4 separate regions of the Mus musculus genome follow, and all the other regions are linked to region 4. A link is a contact called in public Hi-C, HiChIP or PLAC-seq and Micro-C data. All regions are on one chromosome and are shown on one strand. The core of a region is the stretch at or near the end of the contact, and the rest is flanking DNA. Distances in the headings are between cores, read along the strand shown.

The links. Hi-C and Micro-C count contacts between places; a contact is called where the count stands out from the background. HiChIP or PLAC-seq counts read pairs in DNA pulled down with a chosen protein or histone mark.
Region 1: a contact with region 4 is called in a Micro-C map of the G1E-ER4 cell line, with 7 times the contacts expected there. The contact joins two enhancer-like sites. A contact is called at or near these places in 17 of 39 promoter capture datasets (the 3T3-L1 cell line, 3T3-L1-derived adipocytes, the HPC-7 cell line and 12 more), 4 of 15 datasets of contacts at CTCF or cohesin (the NIH/3T3 cell line, hippocampal excitatory neurons, large pre-B cells and 1 more), 57 of 484 Hi-C or Micro-C datasets (the AML12 cell line, B cells, the C2C12 cell line and 37 more) and 14 of 115 datasets of contacts at active chromatin or transcription factors (the HPC-7 cell line, craniofacial prominence, embryonic basal ganglia and 7 more).
Region 2: a Hi-C map of Th1 cells shows a contact between it and region 4, with 4 times the contacts expected there. The contact joins the promoter of Cd247 here to the enhancer-like site in region 4. A contact is called at or near these places in 19 of 39 promoter capture datasets (the 3T3-L1 cell line, 3T3-L1-derived adipocytes, the C10 cell line and 14 more), 5 of 15 datasets of contacts at CTCF or cohesin (CD8 T cells, the NIH/3T3 cell line, large pre-B cells and 1 more), 105 of 484 Hi-C or Micro-C datasets (3T3-L1-derived adipocytes, the AML12 cell line, B cells and 62 more), 24 of 115 datasets of contacts at active chromatin or transcription factors (the 230-238 cell line, CD4 T cells, CD8 T cells and 21 more) and 4 of 9 other capture datasets (adipose tissue, embryonic stem cells, liver and 1 more).
Region 3: an H3K27ac HiChIP or PLAC-seq map of the HPC-7 cell line shows a contact between it and region 4, with 7 times the contacts expected there. The contact joins two enhancer-like sites. A contact is called at or near these places in 17 of 39 promoter capture datasets (the 3T3-L1 cell line, 3T3-L1-derived adipocytes, the C10 cell line and 12 more), 1 of 15 datasets of contacts at CTCF or cohesin (large pre-B cells), 35 of 484 Hi-C or Micro-C datasets (the 63-12 cell line, the AML12 cell line, B cells and 22 more), 14 of 115 datasets of contacts at active chromatin or transcription factors (the 230-238 cell line, DN3 thymocytes, the HPC-7 cell line and 10 more) and 3 of 9 other capture datasets (adipose tissue, liver and pancreatic islet).

Annotation. Positions count from the first base shown.
Region 1 is chr1:166,152,293-166,155,645 of GRCm38.p6, forward strand. It overlaps Gpa33 (glycoprotein A33 (transmembrane)), which reads left to right. Exons shown (of 7, transcript NM_021610.2): 3 at 276-492. Among named protein-coding and RNA genes, the nearest start is that of Gpa33, 24 kb to the left of the region's middle. Within about 2 kb of position 1,284, at least 31 of the 459 cell types and tissues checked have an H3K27ac peak or open chromatin away from gene starts, as enhancers often do. A contact at or near this core is called in the G1E-ER4 cell line and regulatory T cells, where this site is marked.
Region 2 is chr1:165,787,172-165,790,593 of GRCm38.p6, forward strand. It overlaps Cd247 (CD247 antigen), which reads left to right and starts at 1,510. Exons shown (of 8, transcript NM_001113391.2): 1 at 1,510-1,715. The coding sequence starts at 1,658.
Region 3 is chr1:165,853,366-165,856,787 of GRCm38.p6, forward strand. Cd247 (CD247 antigen) reads left to right here. Exons shown (of 8, transcript NM_001113391.2): 2 at 1,801-1,904; 3 at 3,035-3,091. Among named protein-coding and RNA genes, the nearest start is that of Gm32999, 6.0 kb to the left of the region's middle. Within about 2 kb of position 1,461, at least 29 of the 459 cell types and tissues checked have an H3K27ac peak or open chromatin away from gene starts, as enhancers often do. A contact at or near this core is called in CD8 T cells, the G1E-ER4 cell line, the HPC-7 cell line and 2 more, where this site is marked.
Region 4 is chr1:165,984,395-165,987,565 of GRCm38.p6, forward strand. All of the region lies in intron 1 of Pou2f1 (POU domain, class 2, transcription factor 1), which reads right to left. Among named protein-coding and RNA genes, the nearest start is that of Pou2f1, 17 kb to the right of the region's middle. Within about 2 kb of position 1,602, at least 50 of the 459 cell types and tissues checked have an H3K27ac peak or open chromatin away from gene starts, as enhancers often do. A contact at or near this core is called in CD8 T cells, the G1E-ER4 cell line, the HPC-7 cell line and 10 more, where this site is marked.

The sequences.
Region 1 (3,353 bases), core at 34-2,533, 170 kb after region 4:
GGCACGCGCCGCAACACCAAGTTTACACGGCACTGGGATCAAATCCAGGCCTTTACGTGTGGTAGGCAAGTACTACCAGCTAAACTACAACCCCAGTCCCTAAAGCTCAAAAGCAAATCTTTAAAAGTCTAAAGTTATCTAGCTAGATAACAAGAGGAATCTACCAGCAGGTACTGCCCTTCTGTTTGACATGTTGTTGGTTTGCTCTGGGGGACGAAGATTGAGTCAGGGCAGGTCTACACCAGGTCCTGACAGACATTTCCTCTTTCTCTCAGGAAAGAGTGGTCACCTGGAATTTTGTGACAAAGAAATACATCTATGGGAACCGTTATGAGAATCGAGTGAGAGTATCTAACGATGCTGAGTTGTCAAATGCCTCTATCACCATCGACCAGCTGACCATGGACGACAATGGCACCTACGAGTGCTCCGTGTCACTGATGTCGGACCAGGATGTCAACGCCAAGTCTCGAGTCCGCCTCTTGGTCCTTGGTGAGTGTCTCTGTCTTTTCCTGTGGGAGGAGGGTGGGCAGAGAGGCGCTGTCAGCAGCAGAGCCATGGTTCTGTCTCTCCCTCTGTCTCTCAAATGCTCTCCGGGGGTTCTCGGTGGCTAGCAGGGTGTTTCTGAGGGCAGAGGTGTGGCTTTGGAGTCACCCCTTGCTCCCGTTGCTCGTTGCCCTCCATACCAACTCTTCTTTCCCCTTCCAAACTCATTACTGAAAAGAAGTGAAGGGGATCCCCCAAGCAATACACGGGTTCTCATCTTGTGTGGCACTCACAGGGCCAATCGTGACCCCCATAGGTGACTCTTTCCCTGCTCTCAACTCTGTTCCACACCAGTTTTTCCACCCTTCCTCTAACAAAGGCACAGTCGCCAACCAATGGGAAGTATGTCCCAGGATAGCATCCTTTTCACAGGAGAATTTGTTGGAATTTATAGTTTTGGAGAGGCGAGGAAACTCATCTGCTTTAATTTCTGAGTAGGTGAGGCCCACAGGAAGTAATTGCCTCAAACCAGTTACTGGGATTGCTTTAATGAGAATCTAGTCTATGTGCAGTGTGAGCAAGGCCCCACTTCTGGGAGGTAGCATCTCTGTGCATCAAAACAGAGGATCCTTTTTCCTCTTTTTCCTTTACACTACTTGGCAGAAGCTCTTTTAAATTGTATGTGGTAGTTGTTGGACTCATAGAAAGCCTTATAGCGTGTCAGACTACACTGCGGTTATCAACTAATGCTGCCTAAAGAATAGGCAAGACCTCTTCCACCCCGCCACCATGTGGCAACCAGTGGTAATGCAGGCAGGCGTCTTAGACTTCGCCCGGCGTTCTCCCAACGCACACCACACACTCAGACACTTTGCTCTTTCCTGTGAAGACGTGAGATATTATAAAGCACTTAGCAAGTTGCTTCTTGACAGCGCACCGTGAACACCTCAGGTTTCAACGCTTTTTTTTAGCTCTTGTTTGAACAAGCAATACTACAATATACCCCTTTATCTCACTTTGTGTAGAGGTATGAATAAAAATCATAAGTTATATATACATATGAGGATTATATATACACAGACTTGTATAACATTTGGGTTCTTTAAATACCTGGCCTGCCTTTTTTGACAGAGGATTTCAAACAAATGGCAAGAATCGGTGTAAATCTGAAACCTGATTCTGCTGGTCCTCCAACCAAACTCCGGCCCGTACATCAAGGACCACCTACTTTTAAAGACAATCAGATTAACCCGAAGAGTTAAGGCTACACGTTTAATATGAGAGTATGGAATTCGTTGAAACTAACCTCTTGCTTTAAAAAAAATTACATGTTAATAAACCCAGCAATATTCTTTGTGAAAAGTTTTCTTTCTCGGTGTCTATATAACTAGATAATTTTTACAAGAGAATGACTTTAATTATACGGGGCGGCTCATTCTGGGGAGGCTAGCAGGAAACTCCGACCTTAGCCCCGGGGAGCTAGCCTTGTCTAGCTCACCTGCAGGAAGCCCCTAAGTCAGAAGACTCAGCAGCCTGTGCGGCAGGTGTTAAATCCTTGTCCTGGCCTCTGGCGCCCCCTGACGTCTTCAAAGGGAACAGACGGCATCTGAGAGGCTTTGAAGCCTAACACATCCCCTCCCACCCTCCATGGCCTCTCCCTCAGTAATTACTCAGGTAACCTTCTGTTTGTAAAACAGGCCACGTGAGAACAAGACCCTCTCCCTTGTGAGTTTCTGCTCCCTCGCCAGTCCTCTTGGCTCCCGCCCGCGGGCTCTTTAAACTAGATCTAACTCGAGATCCCGGCTGTTTGTGATTGGGGCGCTGAAGATCTGGAGAGAGAGGGCCCGGGTGTGCCTGGCACAGGGCCCGCAGGAAGTTTAGAGCCTGTGGTCAAGGGCCTGGAGCGAAAGATCTCGACTCAGTCCTCTTGAAAGCATATCTCTCTTGCTGGCCATCACCCTGGCGGGCAGTTTCTGGAGTTCCTGTTCAGACCACACCCAAGGAGTGGATGAAGCAGGTGCTAGTTTTCCAAACAGGCGCCTTTGCCTTTTACGCCTCAGCAGTTGGTCTCTGGCACTTTCCTTCCCACTTCTGTCTGTATCCGACAACTCCACCCCGCCCCGACCAACCAACCAACCAACCAACCAACCAACCAACCAACCAACCAAAAACTAGCTTGGGGGGTGGGTGGTGTCCCTCTGCTATTCCACCACTTAGTCTAATGAGTGTATGGGAGTTTGCCGCTGCGCCTCCTGCTAAAGGCATGCCTGAGAGTGAGGTTGGCTAGGTAAGGGCCCTGCAAGGTTCTGGTGTGCGGCCCAGGAGGGAGAGAGAACCACAGCAGGAAGGAATGCTCAGAGGGTAGGTTCGCCTCCCCTTCACCGCCAGTCTCAGGTCTGCTAACTCCCGGGCGGGCGGGCAGGATGCTGCAGGAGCCTAAGTAGCCAACCTCTGGCAGGTGTTCTGCTCACCTGCTCCTGCAGGCTGGCCTTTGATCCTCAGGAGCTAGGGTTTTGTTTGGCGATTCGGGAGTGCCTCTAATGTGTCCCCGTGGTTGGTGGTTACCATCCGCCCCATACCTGGCTGGCCCAGCTGTGTCAGCAGATGCAAGGCACTCTTAATAATAGCCTGCTTATTTCCAAGAAGAAATTATGCAGCTGCTGGAGTGGAAGAGAGGAGTCGGGGACAATTCCTCTGACAACTTCCAGGTGGGTTAAGACTGGCATTAACCCTCAAGATGGGTGACCATGTGCCTGAACTGGGCATGCAAGCCATCCAAAATGGCATGTGACAAAGGTAGAAGGGTCGGAGGACCTCAGAGACAACTTCCTCCACCAAGTGCTCTCCCTTCCTCGCCCCTAACGATG
Region 2 (3,422 bases), core at 260-2,759, 200 kb before region 4:
GGTGTACATATGTATGGTATTTGTATATGTGTATTTGTATAGTGTGTATATATGTATGTATATGTGGTGTGTACGTGTATGTATATATCGATATATGTATGTATGTGTGTGGTATATGTGTGTGTGGTATATGTGTGTGTGGTATATGTATGTGTGTATGGTGCATGTATGTATGTGTGGTGTGTATGTGTATGTATATATGTGTATATGGTGTATGTATGTGTGTGGTGTGTGTATGTATATGTGCTATGTACATGTATGTATGTTATGTGTGTGGTATATGTGTGTATGGTGTATGTATGTGTGAGGTATATTTGTGTATGGTGTGTGTATGTGTATGTATTTGTGGTATGTATGTGTATAGTATATGTGTGTATGATGTGTGTGTATGTATGTGTGGTATATATGTGTATGTATGCCATGTGTGTGGTATATGTGTGTATGGTGTATGTATGTGTGTGGTTTATGTGTGTGCGTGTGTGTGTGTGTGTGTGTGTGTGTGTGTGTGTAGCTCAGAGGACATCTTACAAGAATGGCTTCCCATCTACCATGTGGGCTCTGAAGATGGAATTCAGACTGTCAGGCTTGGCAGAAACTACCTGAACCAGCTCTCTGCCTCCAGATTTGATAATATTGTCTTTCCATTTAGAAGGCTGGTAGACTGAAAAGTAACTGTGGACTTCTTGACTTTCTTTTTTAAATCAAAGAAACCAGAGGCACCCTCCCATCCACATGATCCTTTCCGGGTCTCTGTCCCGTCTCAAAGCTTGTGTACACTCACCTACAACTCTCCGTTATGCTTATTTCTCAGTTTTATTTTTTATTTTGTTTTGAGGCAGTCTTGCTACACAGCTCAAGTTGGCCAGGTATTCACTGTTAGTCCAGTGTGACCTCAAACTCACACTCCTCCTGCCTTTGCCACATGAGTGATACGATTTACAGGCAGGCAATCTAGGCCTGACTTTTATCGTTTTCTTACTGTAAATGACCCCAAGGGTGAAAAGTTGACAATTAGAGGAAGCATGTGACCTCGGTTTGGTGGCACATACTGTAATCTTGACCTGTGGAAAGCTGAGGAGGGAAAATTGTGAGTTCAAGACCAGCCTGGATTAAATAGTGAGATTTGTCTCAGGGAAAAGAATTTTGAAAACAATGTAAGCTATAGTATTTCACACTATTTATGGTCTGAATTGAGGCCAAGTTCAGAACTATACCTCAAATATCCTCCTTTCTTTGTGCTTCAGATAAAGAAGCTGACGTCTGGAGATGCTTCAAGGCCACACAGCAACTTAGATATATGCCTAGGGTCTGACTTCAGCAATTGAGAGTCACGTACAAATTAGTAAAGAATTAAAATAATAAAAAAGTACATTAAACTACAGTCAAATTGAAGAAAAAGCAAAATTCAGACGGATGCACATTCTTACACCCCAAACCTCCAAACCTTCAGAACTTCCTGCCTATGAATCGAGAGGGGGAGTGAGAGGGTGTCTTGCTGGCAGGTGCTGTCTCAAAGGCCCACAGTCCTCCACTTCCTGGGGTGTCAGCCACAGAACAAAGCCAGCAGAGACTCCATCAGCGCCTCCTTTTCTCCTCATCCTCCCAGGCATAGCTGCCTCTGCCTCTGCCTCTGGGTACCATCCCAGGGAAGCAGAAGATGAAGTGGAAAGTGTCTGTTCTCGCCTGCATCCTCCACGTGCGGTTCCCAGGAGCAGGTAAGGGCTCTGTTTCCCGCGGCTCGACCCTTTTAGAGCCTCTCCGTGTGTCTGAGGGGCAGCGGAGGGGTGCCAAGGACCTGGTGCTTCTTTTAAAGCTTGTCTTCCCAAAGTCAACGGGCAGAGTGGGCAGCGGCAGTGTGGGCTTGGGTCCCACCCAGGCGTCTGCTCTGTGACAGCCAAGCTGGTTATCGGTTGGGGGCCAGCTGTTTGAAAACACAGTTGTAGATTGTCTAATGATAAAGGCAAAAGAAAAAGACTGTGGAGGGAAAGGGCAAGGAGAAACGCAGCGAGTCAGCAACTGAGACAGCTCTGCGCGGACGGGAGAAGCGGCACAGGATCCGAAACACCAGCCAGCTAGGCCTCGCTCCTCTACTCTGGTTTCCAGATATCATGACTCCTTCCGCCCCTCTCTGGTTGGCATTGCCGCTCAGCCCCGTTCTTTCCTCCTTTGCCAATAAAGGACATTGCCATGGTCAGTCAGAAAGGGTCATGGCCTGTGACCCTGAGTATCCTGAAACATCTGGTAGAGGCCGAGCCCCTACAAGAGAACTTGAGGCAGGGAGGGAGGGAGGCGTACGGAGTAGGCATCCATATTTGCAGCCTTTTGCAAGGCGCATTGCCACCTTCTGGCCCAGAGCATTTAAGTCTAAGCTCACCCTGTCAAGGCTGTCCCCCACATCACAGCCACCAGCTACCCTATGACATACTGATTCTCTGTGATATACTCACATGGCTCTCTATCTGAGCCAAGCAGCCAGAGACACGGACAGAAATGCTAGCAACAGGTTGAAGAATATGTGTTAATACGTGACCATCACGAGTCACAACCAGCCCAGAAGACAACTTGCGCCAGAGCCCACTGCATCCCTCCAATGCCTGGCATTTGGCATGCGGTAGCCTTAGTGTGCTTCCTAGTTCAGCAGTCGGGGTGGAAGCGAGGGAACAGAAGACAAAAGACACCACTCACAAGATTGGTGTCATGGCCGTTTTACAAGAAATGGGACAATCTGTATTTGAATCTAGAAAGACAAGGATGGTAGCTGTAAGGGGTACCCTTCCTCCAATTTAGAGCTCTCCTGAGGGTGACAGTTTGTCGGGTGACAAGGCAGGAATGGCCAACACATGATTGTTACCACCAGGAAACTGCACAGTCCTGGGCTAGCGTCATGGGGTTCTGAGGGCTCAGGAATGGGCTTTTCTGACCTAGCACAGTGCTTTTCTCAGAAAGGGCTGGGCAGGTGTGACTCACACAGTGCTGTAGGGTAATTGCCCCTGAGGGAGCCCCAGAAGCCCTCACTCATAGGCAAGTGAGAAACATTTTCACAGCCAGAGAGGTTCACTGACTAGAGGAGCAGCCACTGCAGGCAGGAGCTCTGGACTCATGACCGTAGGCTCTCAAAAGATGGAGGGAGGCGAATGTTGAACTTCTCTCGCCACCTCTGTCTGCACCTCACTGGTCCTGGTCCCTGCGCTGCAGGCTTTGAAGCTCAAGTAAAGCTAAGGCAAGTTAGGGAGAGAAACAAACGGTTGGCAGTAAACAAAACCCCACCCAGAGGGCACAAAGCCTGTGGTCTTTTCCACCCCAAACCAAAAAGGCCTAAGCCTTTCCCATTTACAATTCTTTGAGAAAGCCCAGACACAGGGGACTAAGCCAATGTTGAACTAATTAATCAGTCCACCAAGTCTAACAAGAGCATTTCGAGG
Region 3 (3,422 bases), core at 211-2,710, 130 kb before region 4:
GTGGATGCAGGGCATTGCAAAGCCAAGGCTGTCCTTGGTGCTATAAGTTCAATGCCAGACTGGAACACATGAGACAGTTGAAGAAGGGACAGGGTGGTAGTGAGTTCTTTCCAGTCTGGCCTGGAAAGGCAGAGCATTTGTGGGGCTGCACTGAGTCCCACACTTTGAAGTGTCTTTGAGCGGGATTGAGTTGGTTTCTGAGCAGGGACCTGGGGCCAGGAGGGACCCTGGATGAGAGAGTTGGAGTTAAAAGCTGAGAACAGAGGGCTTTAGGGACATGGTGATGGGGGACAGTGAGTGAGATTTAAGTCAGCCTTCTATTGTATGTGGGAGCAGATGAGAGGTTTCTGGCATAGTCACTACCTGCCTGCTCTGTGTGCTTCTGGTGGCAATCTAGCGGGGCCTTAATGATTGCGCTCACAGCCATAAACACTGCACAGAACAGACACTGAAGACTTTCAACCTGTTTTGCAGAAGAGGCAGCTGGAAGGATACCTTGCCGGAACTTAACTGGCACCCATCTGCCTTACCCACTGTTGGCCAGCGCCCACCAGAGGGCGCCACTTGCTACTGGCGTTAGGCTGGAAAGCCTTAAAGACCACTCTGCTTGTGTGGTTCTCAGGCAGGGCCAGAGGGAGGGTTTTGTGATACTGGGCCAGTTCTCAGATCCACACTTACCCAATAGGAGGGAGTTCAGGATCAGTAATATGCTCAGTTTGCTTGCTTTGTGTGATCTTTCAAATAGGAAGGCTACCTTCTATCTAACTAACGTATTTCCTTTCCTCACTCCCCCTGCCCTTCTTATCTACTGAGAACCATACATGCTTTGAGTGTGATTCGATAAACATCAGAAAGGCAGGAGGGGTGACTCTGGAGTGAGGAGACTAAGTAGAAGAGGCTCTAAGCTGAAGCATGTAGTCTGCCTGGAACTTATGTAGCTCAGGCTGGCCTCGAACTCACAACCCTCTTGCCTGTTCAATGATGGGACTACTGATGTGCACCACGATACCTAGACTTCACTGATAATGACTAGGTATTGAGATGATTTTATCCAATTATCTAATTTCTGAGCCCTACATTTGTAACCTCTAGAGTCTCTCTCTCTCCGTATAAAGGCCTTAGTTACCTAGGTACATTTCTGAGGTTTAGAGTGTCATAGTTTATGCAAGAGCTCACTTACAGCGGGGCTTCCATGTCACCAGAGCAGAAGTTCTGTGCACAGCAGTTTCATTTTTTCCTAATACTCCCTCATTCTTCCCAGCCTCTGTGGTTACATCTGGTACATGTGGTTACATTGTATGCATATAGGTGCACTCCTTACATCTGGTACATTGGTTACATTGTATGCATAGGTGCACTCCTTACATCTGGTACATGTGGTTACATTGTATGCATAGGTGCACTCGTTACATCTGGTACAAGTGGTTACATTGTATGCATATAGGTGCACTCCTTACATCTGGTACATGTGGTTACATTGTATGCATTGGTTCACTCATTACATCTGGTACATGTGGTTACATTGTATGCATTGGTGCACTCGTTACATCTGGTACATGTGGTTACATTGTATGCATAGGTGCACTCTTTACATCTGGTACATGTGGTTACATTGGCCATTGCAGGCTGGGTTTCTTCAGACTCAGTGAGAGAGGTTGTAGGTTGTGGTCTGTGTGAAGTATGAGGACTGGACCTAGTGCCCGTGACATGACTACAATCTGTCACAGAATTGACCTGGGGTAGGTGGGATGTGTTCTTGCCAGATCCAGCATGCCTAACCAATTTTCTCTCTTGGCACAGAGGCACAGAGCTTTGGTCTGCTGGATCCCAAACTCTGCTACTTGCTAGATGGAATCCTCTTCATCTACGGAGTCATCATCACAGCCCTGTACCTGAGAGCAAAAGTGGGTTCCCCTGGGCTCTTGAGGGAGGGTATAGGTTCCTCCACTGGGAGGATGTGAGGTGGGGATTTGGCACTGGAGAGTCTCAGGCCTGTGCTCTGCTTGGTGTCCATGGGCAAGGCAGGATACAACCAAGCGTGCACAGCCGGTGAGCAGAGAAGGCGGGGTATCCATCTGTGGCAGACAGAGCAGCTCAATGATCCAAGTGCTATGTGTATTACTGAAGATCGGTACCAGTGCCTGGATGTGGCTTCTGCTGGGAAACAGATGGCTTATACTGAACAGTTTAGGACAAGAAAGTGAAAGACAGACAAGACAGCCTCTTCTTAGGGCCTGCGGTTGAGCTGTAATGGAGGCCATACAGCTTTTCTCTCCAACTCTTGATTTTCCCATCCTGGAAATAAGAATGGTGGACAGAGCATCAGGCATCACCTGGTGCCTGAAGCCGTGGGTTTGTGGAAAGGACACACCTGGGAAGGTAGAAATCTCATCTTCCCAGGGCAGTAGAACCCATTTCCTTTCAGGCATAAGATTTCATTTGAGGAAGTCTTACTTTATGATTTTTTTTTAAATTTGGAAACTACACTTAGCACCAACTCTGGAAAATCCTGCAGTTCCTCTCAGCTTAGGTAACATGTGTGGTTATAGCGACTCGGGGCACACAGTCAGGACAGTAAGCAAGCAAGGTGCTTCCCACTCAGGAAACAGCTGGGTGAGTAATGATGCCCATGTGCCAACTTAGTAGGAAGCTTTTTGTAGGCACTGTCTACCCTCAGGGTTCCTGGAGGAAGGGGAACAGGAGGGGTTTCCTGGATTCCGGCAGGCACAGACGGAGAGCCTGGAACCCCTGCACACAGGGTGTGTGGGGGTGTGTGGGGGGGGCAAGGCCTTTACTTGGGATGATTAACTTCTCTGAAGACTAAAGCTGTAAGCACTTTAGTCAGGTCGCAGGCAGGAGAAAGGACAACTGAGTTCAGAAAGAAGCGGCTACACTTTGGGCTAGCCACAGGGAGCCAACAAGGGAGTTTGTTGTCATCGGGCATGGAGGGGCTGACACGCAGCTCTGCACTATAGCCAGTCCGATGGCCCCTTGGAGGTGGTGCTGAGCTCTGATTCTCTCTGCTCTGTTGCAGTTCAGCAGGAGTGCAGAGACTGCTGCCAACCTGCAGGACCCCAACCAGCTCTACAATGTAAGTTCCCCCTTCTGCAGACCTTCTTGGAAAGCCTTGTCCTAGGACCTAGGGAAACTTCAAGGTCAGGTTAAGCTGTAGGTCTGGTCCAAAGCTATTGGCCTGGTGGCTGGGTGGCAAGCCTTTGAGCCTCAGGTTTCTAATCCTGACTGGAGCGGAATCCTGCTTGCCCCTCAGTGCTGCTATGAGGACGAGGAGCTTTAAGAATGAGATGCATGGCATGGCCCTGCCTCAGGAGAACTTTCAGTCACTAGCAATTTTGCAAAGGCAAGAGGCCACAGCACAGAGGGAAGGGTCCCACAGAAACGCAGTGGGGCTCTGGTCTGTGAGA
Region 4 (3,171 bases), core at 352-2,851:
AGACTGTAACAGAAGCCTCAGCGGCGTTTGCTTTGCTAACCCTCATCACTCTTTACGCTTGTGCTACTACATAGAAGATGTTGCTATGCGACAGTCACGGTACTATTAAGATCTTTCCTTTGAGAAAATGAAGTCCATAAAGGGGAGACTCTCATGTCAACTTCACACCCCTACCCCACATGCAAGTTTCCAAGGCCCCAAACCAAGCCCTAGAGAACAACTTTAAACAATTTTTAGACTTATTTATTTTGTTACTTATGTGTTAAGCATGGATTTGCTTCTATGTGTACCCCATGTGTACCTGGTACCCTGGGAAGTCAGAGAAGCCAGTGGATCAACTAGAACTAGAGTTACAGATGCTTGAGCAGCCATGTAAGTGCTGGGAATTGAACCAAGATCCTCTATAAGAGCAGCAAGTTTTCTTAACCGACCTGCCAACTCTTCAGCTTGAAAACAACTAATTTTTGGGTTTCAGGACCCTTTTAGGATCCTAAAAATTACTGCAAGGTGTTGGTAGATTTCTAAAATGGCCTCCACTGATACCTGACTCCAAGTATTACTGCTTGCTCTTGAGTGTGAAATGGATCAAGTAATATGCTTCTAATAACATGGCAGAAGGGAACATACTACTTAGGAAATTATGTTAATGATCAAGTGAGGATTCTTTGATAGATGAAAAGAATGCAGAAGCAAAGTAACACTTGTTTAATGTTAGTAACTCTTGAGCCTTGGATATCCAGACGGTCTGCTTTCAGTGTGACACCTCTGCACTTTTAAGTTCTTGTGGCCTAGTACTGAAGGACTAGTGTTACACTTCCAAGCTTCAAGTGTTTGGACCCTTAGCTCTTATTATTATGGATCCTAAGAAGCCAGAGCTCTTAGAAGTGTTCTGGAATTCTGCCAGCAGTTAGACAGAGCTTGCACCTTTTCAAACACCCCACTCTCTGCTGTCCTTTACCCTCTTTAATCTCAGCTGTTCACGCTCCACGCCCCAGCCTTCTACTATCTCTCTCCTGCACTGCTCACTGCTACTGACTATGACAGCGAAGGCTGAGTTGCTGGCTCTTTGTATTTTGGACTCAGCCTTCTCTAACAGAGATAAAGGCCACAAGTAGGTCAGTGTGGGAGAAAGAAAGGTCTGACAACTGTCAATCAAGTAGTTGAAATATCTGTGCCTGACAATTTTTGTCATCAAAAATATATATGTACGTTGAGGGGTGCTAGCTATGAAGACTAACCAAAAAATTAAGTCTTGTTCTCAGAAAAATGTCACCCAGTACTTAGTCCTCACCCAAATACCATCTGAGAGGGAAATGTCCTCTTAGAAGGAGTTGAGTCTTCCTAACCTACCTTGACTCAGTTACAAGACAATGGTTTCAATCTTGCTAACGTTCTTTCCTTGCTAGCATTCTCTTTGGCTCCTTCAAGGCCTACTCTAAGGAAGAAAGCTGTAGAAACCACAAAGGAAGGGAGGGAGGGCAGTTTCTGATCAACCAAGTACTAGATAAGAAGAAACTGAGGTCTTAAGTGCAACAGTAAGGAGAACTCCATCCATCAACAATCATGTGAGCAAGCTCGGCAAGCTCCCTCCCATCTGAACCTTCAGATAAGACTATAGTTTGGGCCAAAGCATTGCAGCCTTTTAAAAGGCTTAACATAGAGGACCCAACAAAACCATGTGCAGATTCCTCACCACAATGATCTGTGTCTTCCTTTTATGTCTATCCTTTAGTGGCAAAGATTCTCACACTGTTCCTACCCTATTCAGAGAGGATTTTAAGCTCTCTGAAGTGCTCTATACTTAGGATTCTCACAGAAAGAATGAGAAGGAAACTGGCAATACTATAAAGAACATGCACAAACATGCTCTGAGCAGGTGATTCTAACCATCAGCTATGCATAGATATGCACGGCAGAACAAAAAACTATTGTGTTGTGACTGCTGAGATAGCTATCTACTAGCTTAACATGTTTGTAGTGGTTAGGATACAAACACATGAGGCATGTCATAAAGAAGGCAGTCAATCTTACAACTCCCCAGAGAAAATAGTAAATATGTACACATTATCACATGAGCTAGCCTATATGCAAAATGAGGCATAAAACGAACACTTTGCTTCATTTTATATGCCAGGAATACTTTCAGGGGACTAAAGAACTTAACAAAACTAAGCTAGGCATGGTGGTGCACACCTTTAATCCCAGCACTTTGGGGAACAGAGGCAGGTAGGTGGATCTCTGTGAGTTCAAGGCCAGCCTGGTCTCTATACTGAGTTCGAGGACAGCCAGACTTACATAGTAATAGCCTGTCTTTAAAAGAGAGGGAGGGGGAAGATTCTAGTGTGCAGAAAATAAAAATTACATATAATCTTAAATATGGTGCTAACATTAATGTTTTAATTGATATAAGTTTTAAAAACAAAGAAACTTTTAAGCATAAAGGAATATGGCTACCATTATTAAACAACTAAATACACAGATATCATTACATAACATGATTTTCTATTATCCAGACTCAGTCTACCTTAAGCTAATAACTGAAGTTGTATGTCGATTAACCAAGCAAAAATTCATGTTGTCAACTTACTATAACAAAGGTTGCCTTCACATTCTTTTAAATAGCATAACTACTTTATCTGCTTAAGTGACTTTTTACTGACATCACTATGTACAAATCAGTAGTAACTAAAATAAACATTTCTGATTCCTTGCTTTTAAAGCAAAATACTTGGTTATTTCAACTACCCCCATCCCAGACAATTTGGAGTTGTGTGCAATAACACAAACAAGTTATAACAAATGTTTTGTTAGGTTACTGCTTGACATCATCCAATGAGAGATAAATAGTGAAACAAGAGTTAGGCTAACTGCTACCTCCTAGGTAAAAACTTCCTGGAACAATTTCATACAGAATCAAGAGTATCCAAAGCAAAAGATCTAAACTACACAAATCTCTATGAAAATAATGGTAAAGAACTCTAGAGAAGGCAATAAAGTAAGCAAAAGACAAACAGCAGGACATGGCAAAAGTGTATTAAAGGTATTTATAAACAAAGCAAAAACTAAATAGCAAAACATGGAGGAAGTTTGCTTTTTAAAAGGAATTTGTACAGGAACACAAAAATTGACAGCAAGCTTACAGGTACCTAGGAAACACCGATGAAGAAATGC